2 separate regions of the Triticum aestivum genome follow, and region 2 is linked to region 1. Evidence: chromatin contacts called from public Hi-C data. All regions are on one chromosome and are shown on one strand. The core of a region is the stretch at or near the end of the contact, and the rest is flanking DNA. Distances in the headings are between cores, read along the strand shown. Region 1 holds the start of LOC123096068 (calcineurin B-like protein 3). Region 2 holds the start of LOC123096069 (protein DETOXIFICATION 29).

Region 1 (3,837 bases), core at 583-3,082:
TAAGTTGTCGAGATTAGAGCACACCCAAACAAAACTAGGGAAGTTAGACTTTGTAAGATTGATAGAGATTACAATACAAGGGGCTCACTCACTTTTGTTGCTAAAATTCAAGACTCTCTTCCAACAGAGATTAATATTGCAGTTGATGTTGAATGGATCAACAGTGTCTAATCAATATATTTCCAGACCTCATGCGGTGGGGTGGGGGAGGGTCATGGGGTAAAAGATTATGAAAAATAGAGTGAGGTGTTTTTTCTTCCAAAAAATAGCGGTTTGACTACCACGACGTACTTGTCTGTAATATACAAAATGAAACGCGAAGAATTTATTGTTTCGTCGTGGCAAACTAGATTATCTCAACAAAGCATTTTTCCAACAAAAGTGGTAAGTGTTTTTTTGCCGGCAAAGGGAGTTGAGTGTGAGAAGAGTCATTTCGCAAGAAAAGTATGAGAAGAGTTAGTCTATCTACTTGCAACACATGGTGTACTTGTATTCATGCATCATTATGAATTATCCAGTTCAAATATTCGAATGCACTACTTGGTATATCTCTTTTTGATAAATGTGAACGTGTAGTTATTGTTTCGTTACAAGTAGATTGCACACATATTATATTTTAGTTATGAGAGTTGATCTTAATATGTTCACTATTCTTTTAGTCTTCCTTTTATCAACCCACAAAGGTGGGACAATAAAAACCCATATAAACACTTCACTCTATTCTTCATCCCGTGCCTTCTCCCATCACTAATCTCATTCGCGCCAACTACCAAACCCTTTTCTAAATAGAGTGAAGTGCTTTTTTCCAAAAAAATAGCGGTTTGGCTACCACGGCTTACTTGTCTGTAATATACAAGATGAGATGCGAAGAATTGATTGTTTCGTCATGGCAAACTAGACCCTTTTCAAATCCTTCTCATTCTATCCTCTCGCGCCACTCAATCATTCCGTGCCTCCCCCCATCATTAATCTCATCCGCGCCAACTATCAAACCCCATCCAAGTTGACCCACGAGGCTCTTGAGTGAACTAATTTCATCAAAAAAAACTTGCACGCCCGTCCAATATACCCTTCCAAAATCACCCTTCTTTTATCATGTCTTGCCCCTCAATCATCATGTGCCTCCGTCACTAATCTCATCCGCGCCAACTATCAAACCCCATTGAAGTTGACCCACAAGGCTCTTAAGTAAACTAATTTCATCGCAAAAAAACTTGCACGCCCGTCCAATATACCCTTCCAGGATCACCCTTCTTTTATCGTGTCTCGCCCTCAATCATCTCGTGCCTTCTTCCGTCGCTAATCTCATCCGTGCAACTGCCAAACCCAATCTAAGTTGGCGTACGAGGCTGTTGAGTAAATCAAATTCTACCTTGTTTCCCATGGTTCCGTGGAGTAGCACTCTCAACTTGCTAGTATCCATCGCAAAATAACATAAAAACTTGTACGCCCTTCCCAGCAGACCCTTCCCGAATCACTCTTCCTTTATCGTCTCACTCCCCTCAATCATCTTATGGCTTCTCACGTCACTAATCTTATCTGTGCCAACTGTCAAACCCCATCTAAGTTGGCGTAGAGGCTCTTGAGTTTTACCTTGTTTCTCATGGTTCCGTGGCGTAGCACCGACAACTAGCTCATGTATATCTCAAAATAAAATGAAAGACCTCGCGGTGTCTATGAACCTGTAAACACAACGTGCCCGCACTTCCTCCGTTGGATCGAATAGCAAGGGAGGGGATTGCGCCGACCTAGCTAGTCACGACTCGCCAAAAGGGAAAAATTCAAAATCGCAAACGCAACAACGGGAACACGCACACGCAAAAAGGAAAATAAATAAATAAGAGAAATCCCCGATCCAATCCGTTCCAGCCCATACCAATCGCACCACCAGCCGACGACTGCGGCATCGACGGCGACGGCGGCGCCAACAACAGGAACCCCGCGGCGACCCCCTCCGGCCGCCCCTCTGCTCCGCGCCGCATCGGGAAACCCAGCCGCGATCCTCCAGCCACGCCGCCCCCCGCGTGGCCGCTCGGCTCGTTCGGCCAAATCCAGTCCACCGCCCGCGGGGTCCCGATTTGCGGCTAGCCCCGCGGATTGCGCGGCGCCCACCCTGGAGAGAGAGAGACGGGCGTTGACGGACGGTTGCGGCGCGCAGTGGTGCCACCACCATGTTGCAGTGCCTGGAGGGGGTGAGGCACCTGGGCGGCGTGCTCCTCAAGTGCTGCGACATCGACCTCAAGCAGCCCAAGGGCCTGGAGGATCCCGAAGTCCTCGCCAGGGAGACCGTGTGTATGTCCGCGCCACCAGCTCTCTTTGCTATTAATGACGTCTATCTAAGAATAGTTCTCTTGCTAGCCCAAGCAGCGTTTCATTGTGCTCTGTTTATCTTGTGATTGTGTAATGTGATTTGCGTGCAGTCAGCGTCAGTGAGGTCGAAGCGCTGTACGAGCTGTTCAAGAAGATCAGCAGTGCTGTGATAGACGACGGGCTGATCAACAAGGTTAGTGGATCAACACCCATTTCGTTGAAAGTAAAATTAATGTAGTATATATGATGAGTGACGAATAACCTGAATTGCGATGCCTGTGCGTTGACATGGTGCAGGAGGAGTTTCAGTTGGCGCTTTTCAAGACCAGTAAGAAGGAGAGTTTGTTTGCTGATCGTGTAAGCCCACATTACACACATGTGAACACGAATTTGCTGTTTGTACAGTGGAAATGCCTTTCTGTTGTTTTCTCTTCTTCTTCTTTTTGGTATAATTTTGATGTCATTACTGTGGAGTCACTCTCACTCTCCTTTTTTGACATATTATTTGGACCTTGGAGAGAAAGAAGCAATGTTTAACATTCTGTAGGAATCATGAGCTATATATGGCGAATGGCATCTGCCTAATTGTAGAATCGTGCAGGATTTTTGGGTACACAAGTACATGTATGGTGATATGCAAAATAAGAAACAGATGATTTAAAAAGCCTGGAAGGAAATGTAGTCACCACTTTCTGGGGACACTTAATTGTCAATAGAATTGCACCAGCTTTACTAGCTAAGACTGGAAGTAAAACTATCTGTTTAATTGAAAGTTATGATCATATATATTAAGATCATAGCACTGCACATGCTAACAGTTCCTTATGAAAAAAAACTCTTCATAAAAGCTGTTCACAGTGACTCACATCGAAGCCACATATATACACCATCCAGTCAGGCATTGCAGTGATAACTTAAACCTCTATTATTTATCCATTTAGTAAATTTGTGTGCATAGGAGAAACAGTGAAGCGGGAATGATGTTGATAGTTGATACATAATATGCTAGTGTATTTCTCTCAACATTTTCCCTGTTCTTGTAGGTCTTTGATTTATTTGACACAAAACACAACGGAATTCTAGGATTTGAAGAATTCGCCCGTGCGCTATCAGTATTTCATCCAAGTGCCCCTCCTGAAGAGAAAATTGACTGTAAGTTCAGAGAATCATGACATTTGCATAGTTAGCTTAACTTTAAATATGGCAGTAGATTAGTGAAAATTTTGTACTATAAAAATGACACAACTACATGTATGGTAATACTCCCTCCCTCCCTAATTACTTGTCGCAGAAATGGATGTATCTAGACGTATAATACATCCATTTCTGCGACAAGTAATTCGGGACGGAGGGAGTATGTAATAAAAATGGATAATTATTTAACAGAACTGAACATGTCGATATGTTGCAAAGGCTATTTCAAAGTTCTTATACCTTTCAAAATTACATTACATGGTTCAGTCAACACGCTAATTGCATAAAAATATGTTATATTTTACAGTAAGGAAGAAAGTAAATATAAAAGGA
Region 2 (3,837 bases), core at 833-3,332, 210 kb before region 1:
ATGGATATGTTTTGTAATTGGAATATGCACTTTAAAATGATCAACAAAAATGCTGCATGCATCACTCGACGCAGAGGCCGAGGAATATGCCCTCCTTTTGGAAAAAAAGGTACAAATAATGAAATGGCCAAAACGAACGATATGTATGCGCCGTATGTGTACATGCACTACTCCGGCGGCGGCATACGGCGCCACCCACAATCCCCACGTTTCCGTGGCTCGAGTTCGGATGGAGTACGTTGTCGTTCACCGATCGTTCGGGTGCATTCATCTACTTTTCCCCGTGCACCGAACGACGGAAAACGACCGCCGGGAAACCCGAAATGGTTTCCTCCGACGTGTCGTGGCGTCTCGTCCTTGTTCCTCGTTCGCTCATCGGTCAACCCAGCCCGAATTTGGCTGGCCACTGGCACGACGAAAGTGGGTGTGGCGGCAGCGGCACGTACGACGAGTGATGAGCACGCACGACACGTACTGCCTCTGTGTGCACGCAGCTGCACCGAAACTTCTGAGGTAGATCTGGAGGGAGCGTCTGTACTTTAACTTGCAGGTTCCAGCAAATGCAGAAGTTTGTTTTCTAACGCAATCTTGCTGCTTTCACCGGTGTTAAAAAAAAGGAAAGCACGGCTCTTTACTTGCATGGTTGGATGGATGCCCCTGCACGGTGCAGTGTCGACCACCGCACAATTACCAGCTAGGTGGGCGGTCAGGCACCTAGATATAGCTAGGTCGACACACATGGCTCACCACGTGCCATTGGTAATCTTTTTCGCATGTGATCCCTTAGCCAGAGCCGGCTTTTTCTCGATTCCGAGCTACACACTAGTGTCAAAATCCGTCTTACATTTTAGGACAATAGGAGTAGAGAACACGCGCACGCACACGCGAGCACACATGTTTGCACAACATAATCCTTATAGCTTGATCGATCGATGGTACTTATGGCCAGCAGCCAGCCAGCCAGCCCGGGTATGGTGTCTCGATCACTAGGCAAACTGAGAATTAAACAATCACTACTACTAGCCCCAGTACTCCAGTTCATGCATGCGTAAGCTCGTACGTAGTATCGGTCACAATGTTAGGCTCTTCTTTATATCTCTACAAGTTTTATTATGGTTAAGCAAGCACGCACAGAGAGACATGTTATTAGTTCCTTATTAATTTGGTTATGCGCATGACCAATCAATCCTTGTTTCTACTGGCGTCCTGCTGACCCAAGTCTCCAAGGGAAGGAACAAACTCGGGTGTTAATTTGCGACGCACGGGAGTCTGACCTAGATGGGGACGTGCAAACCACCCTACATTAGCACGGCACATTGCTCGCCACTAGCTAGCTTAATTAATCAGCTGTATACACCTACTAGCTGCGCTTCATGCATCTTGATTACGAGTGCTAACCTATCACAAATTCTGCAGTCTAATTAACAACCTATTTGAATTGATCGACACATGATCCAGTTAATCAAGAGTTATGACATGCACTTAGACATGCTGCATCCGTACGTGCGACTAGATTTCGCCAAAATTTTGCCAAGTTAATTGGTGCAAATTAACAGATGGAATGGAGGCATCTAAGCACATGCATATACGTATCTATCTATCTATGAGCTAGCTAGCAAAAAGCAGCAATGCGCGTTAGCATATATGCGAGTTGGTTGGCTTGTGGCGTGCGTACCAGGACACCGTAGGCGAAGCCCTCGATGACGTTCTCCACGACGGTGACGGCGGCGAGCTCGACCTCGCCGATGTGCCCCACGAAGCCGACGGTGACGAAGCCGATGGAGAACTGGAACACGGCGGTCAGGATCGCCGGGAACGCGATGTGCCACAGCAGCCTCGACTCCTGCCAGCTCTTGCCCACCATCTTCCCCATCAACTTGATCCCTCCGGCCGGCCGGCGCCCGACGACGACGTGTATCAGGCCGGCGGCGGGCGGGGCAGCTACTCCAACTCCACCTGCCCAACCCTCCTGCACCTCACTCGGTGCGGTGTCTATGAACTCCTGGCCGGTGCTCTTGAACAGAGGAGGAAGATGGATGTGGGAGAAGTTCCAGAGTTAGCTAGCTAAAGCTAACGAAGCAAAGCTAGCTTCTTGTTATTTATAGGCTTCTTCCAAACTCGGGCATATTCGGTGCCCGTGCCTTCAAGTCTTCAGCCACTATCTCTGCTGATGCTACTACTACATGAGAGTACACACTACACAGTAGTACACACAGATGTAGTACGTACTAGCTATTGATTGGCTGTTAATGCGTCGATTGTTTGACGAAACTGGGCCTCGTGCACAGGGTGATTACAGGTGACGAGTGGGTGGCCAGGCCCATCGGCAGTGAAAGTGATGTGGTACTTCCGGCCTTCGGGTCCGTGTGAGGCGGGTCGTGTGGGTAGGTGGGTCGAGTGATGTGGACTGGGATGGAGCACGGCAACCAGTGTTGTGGACTTCCTCTGATTTCATAGGGTTCCATCGATCATCGGATCATGACTGGCGTGTCCAACAGCGAAAAAGATGTGCATCAATGGCAGCATTAAGGGCGTGTTTGGTTGCAGTTTGCAACAGTAGTTGCATTGCATGTCCATTTTCAGTCAGTCTGGTTGATGAAATGCAGCCTCATATATGCAGCAGATGCAATCTGTTTGGTTGCCTGCATCGCATGAAGAGGCATTTACCCCCCTGCTGTTTGGTTGCCGTTTTTGTGCTTAGGGTGTGAGCAGATGCAAACTGCAGCTGTTTGGTTGCAAACAGCGTTTGTGTTCTGCTCACCCCATTCAAATGTGGTGGCCTTACCACCACATGATCAGCACAACAGCAACAGCAGAACAGCAAGATCAAACAAAGCAAGCAATGTAATGACAACAAACTTAACACAGCAAGCAAGGAAAAGACAGCAAACTACTTAACTATATAGCATAAGTCTAGATTAAAAGCAGGGGCATCCTCCTTCCCTGCTCCACGCCAGGGTGCTGCTCCTGGCCAAAATATGAACAAGTTCCAGCACAAGTCTCGCCACACACCATAAAAGTTCTCCACTAACACCTTACTTAAGTTAACTACATAGCCTGCTCGATGTTACCAACGCAATTGTGCCTGGTGCAACGAAACCTGCACATCACCGAGGAGTCGTGGTTGTAGATCTGAACCTTCAGTCCGAGTCCGGAGATGCGCACAACGACGAGGTCGCCGGGGACGATCCGGTGGCGGCGGCAGAAGTAGTTCCAGCCCCGGCCAAGCACCATGTGCCCCTCGAAGTTCTGCACCTGCACCCAGAACACGCACCGCTTGTTCGCCGACAGCCTGACGACGCGAGGGAGCCGCTTGATGACCAGCCAGGTGTTCATCACCTCCACGAACTTGGGAGACACGACGAGCATGGCGAGGTCCTCGTTGTCCTTGATCTGCTGGTAGAAGCGCATCGGCTCCCTGGCCCCATCCTCGTGGCCCTGCCTCGGAGATCGTCCCCTTGAACGAGGCACGCTCATGAAGGCGATCCTGCCAGGCAGGTCTACCTTCCTGAGCCACCTGTTCGTGGGGATGAAATCCTCGGCGCGCTCAGCTCCGGCCACCACCTGAGCTCCTCCTCCCGGCACATCCCAGTCAGTCTTCAATATCTTGTCAGGTAAGATGACAAGTATTAGTGCACAAACTTTTTGCAAAATGGCACTGGTCAGGGACATTTGCCCAAGAGCAAATGACACTGATCAGTCACAAACTCTTTGATGAAATGCCACTTATCAATGGCACTTGCTGTTGGGCAAGTCCACTGATTAGTGGACTTGCCCAACAGCAAGTGCCATTGATAAGTGGCATTTTGCCCAACAGCAAATGCCACTTATCAATGG

What was found. A called contact is a pair of places that touch in the nucleus more often than the background predicts.
Region 2: a contact with region 1 is called in a Hi-C map of leaf, with 3 times the contacts expected there. The contact joins the promoter of LOC123096069 here to the promoter of LOC123096068 in region 1. A contact is called at or near these places in 2 of 5 Hi-C or Micro-C datasets (both in leaf).

Annotation. Positions count from the first base shown.
Region 1 is chr4D:44,761,386-44,765,222 of IWGSC CS RefSeq v2.1, reverse strand. LOC123096068 (calcineurin B-like protein 3) reads left to right here and starts at 1,832. Exons shown (of 8, transcript XM_044517664.1): 1 at 1,832-2,292; 2 at 2,421-2,503; 3 at 2,608-2,667; 4 at 3,354-3,462. The coding sequence starts at 2,172.
Region 2 is chr4D:44,972,488-44,976,324 of IWGSC CS RefSeq v2.1, reverse strand. It overlaps LOC123096069 (protein DETOXIFICATION 29), which reads right to left and starts at 2,082. Exons shown (of 8, transcript XM_044517665.1): 1 at 1,676-2,082. The coding sequence starts at 1,873.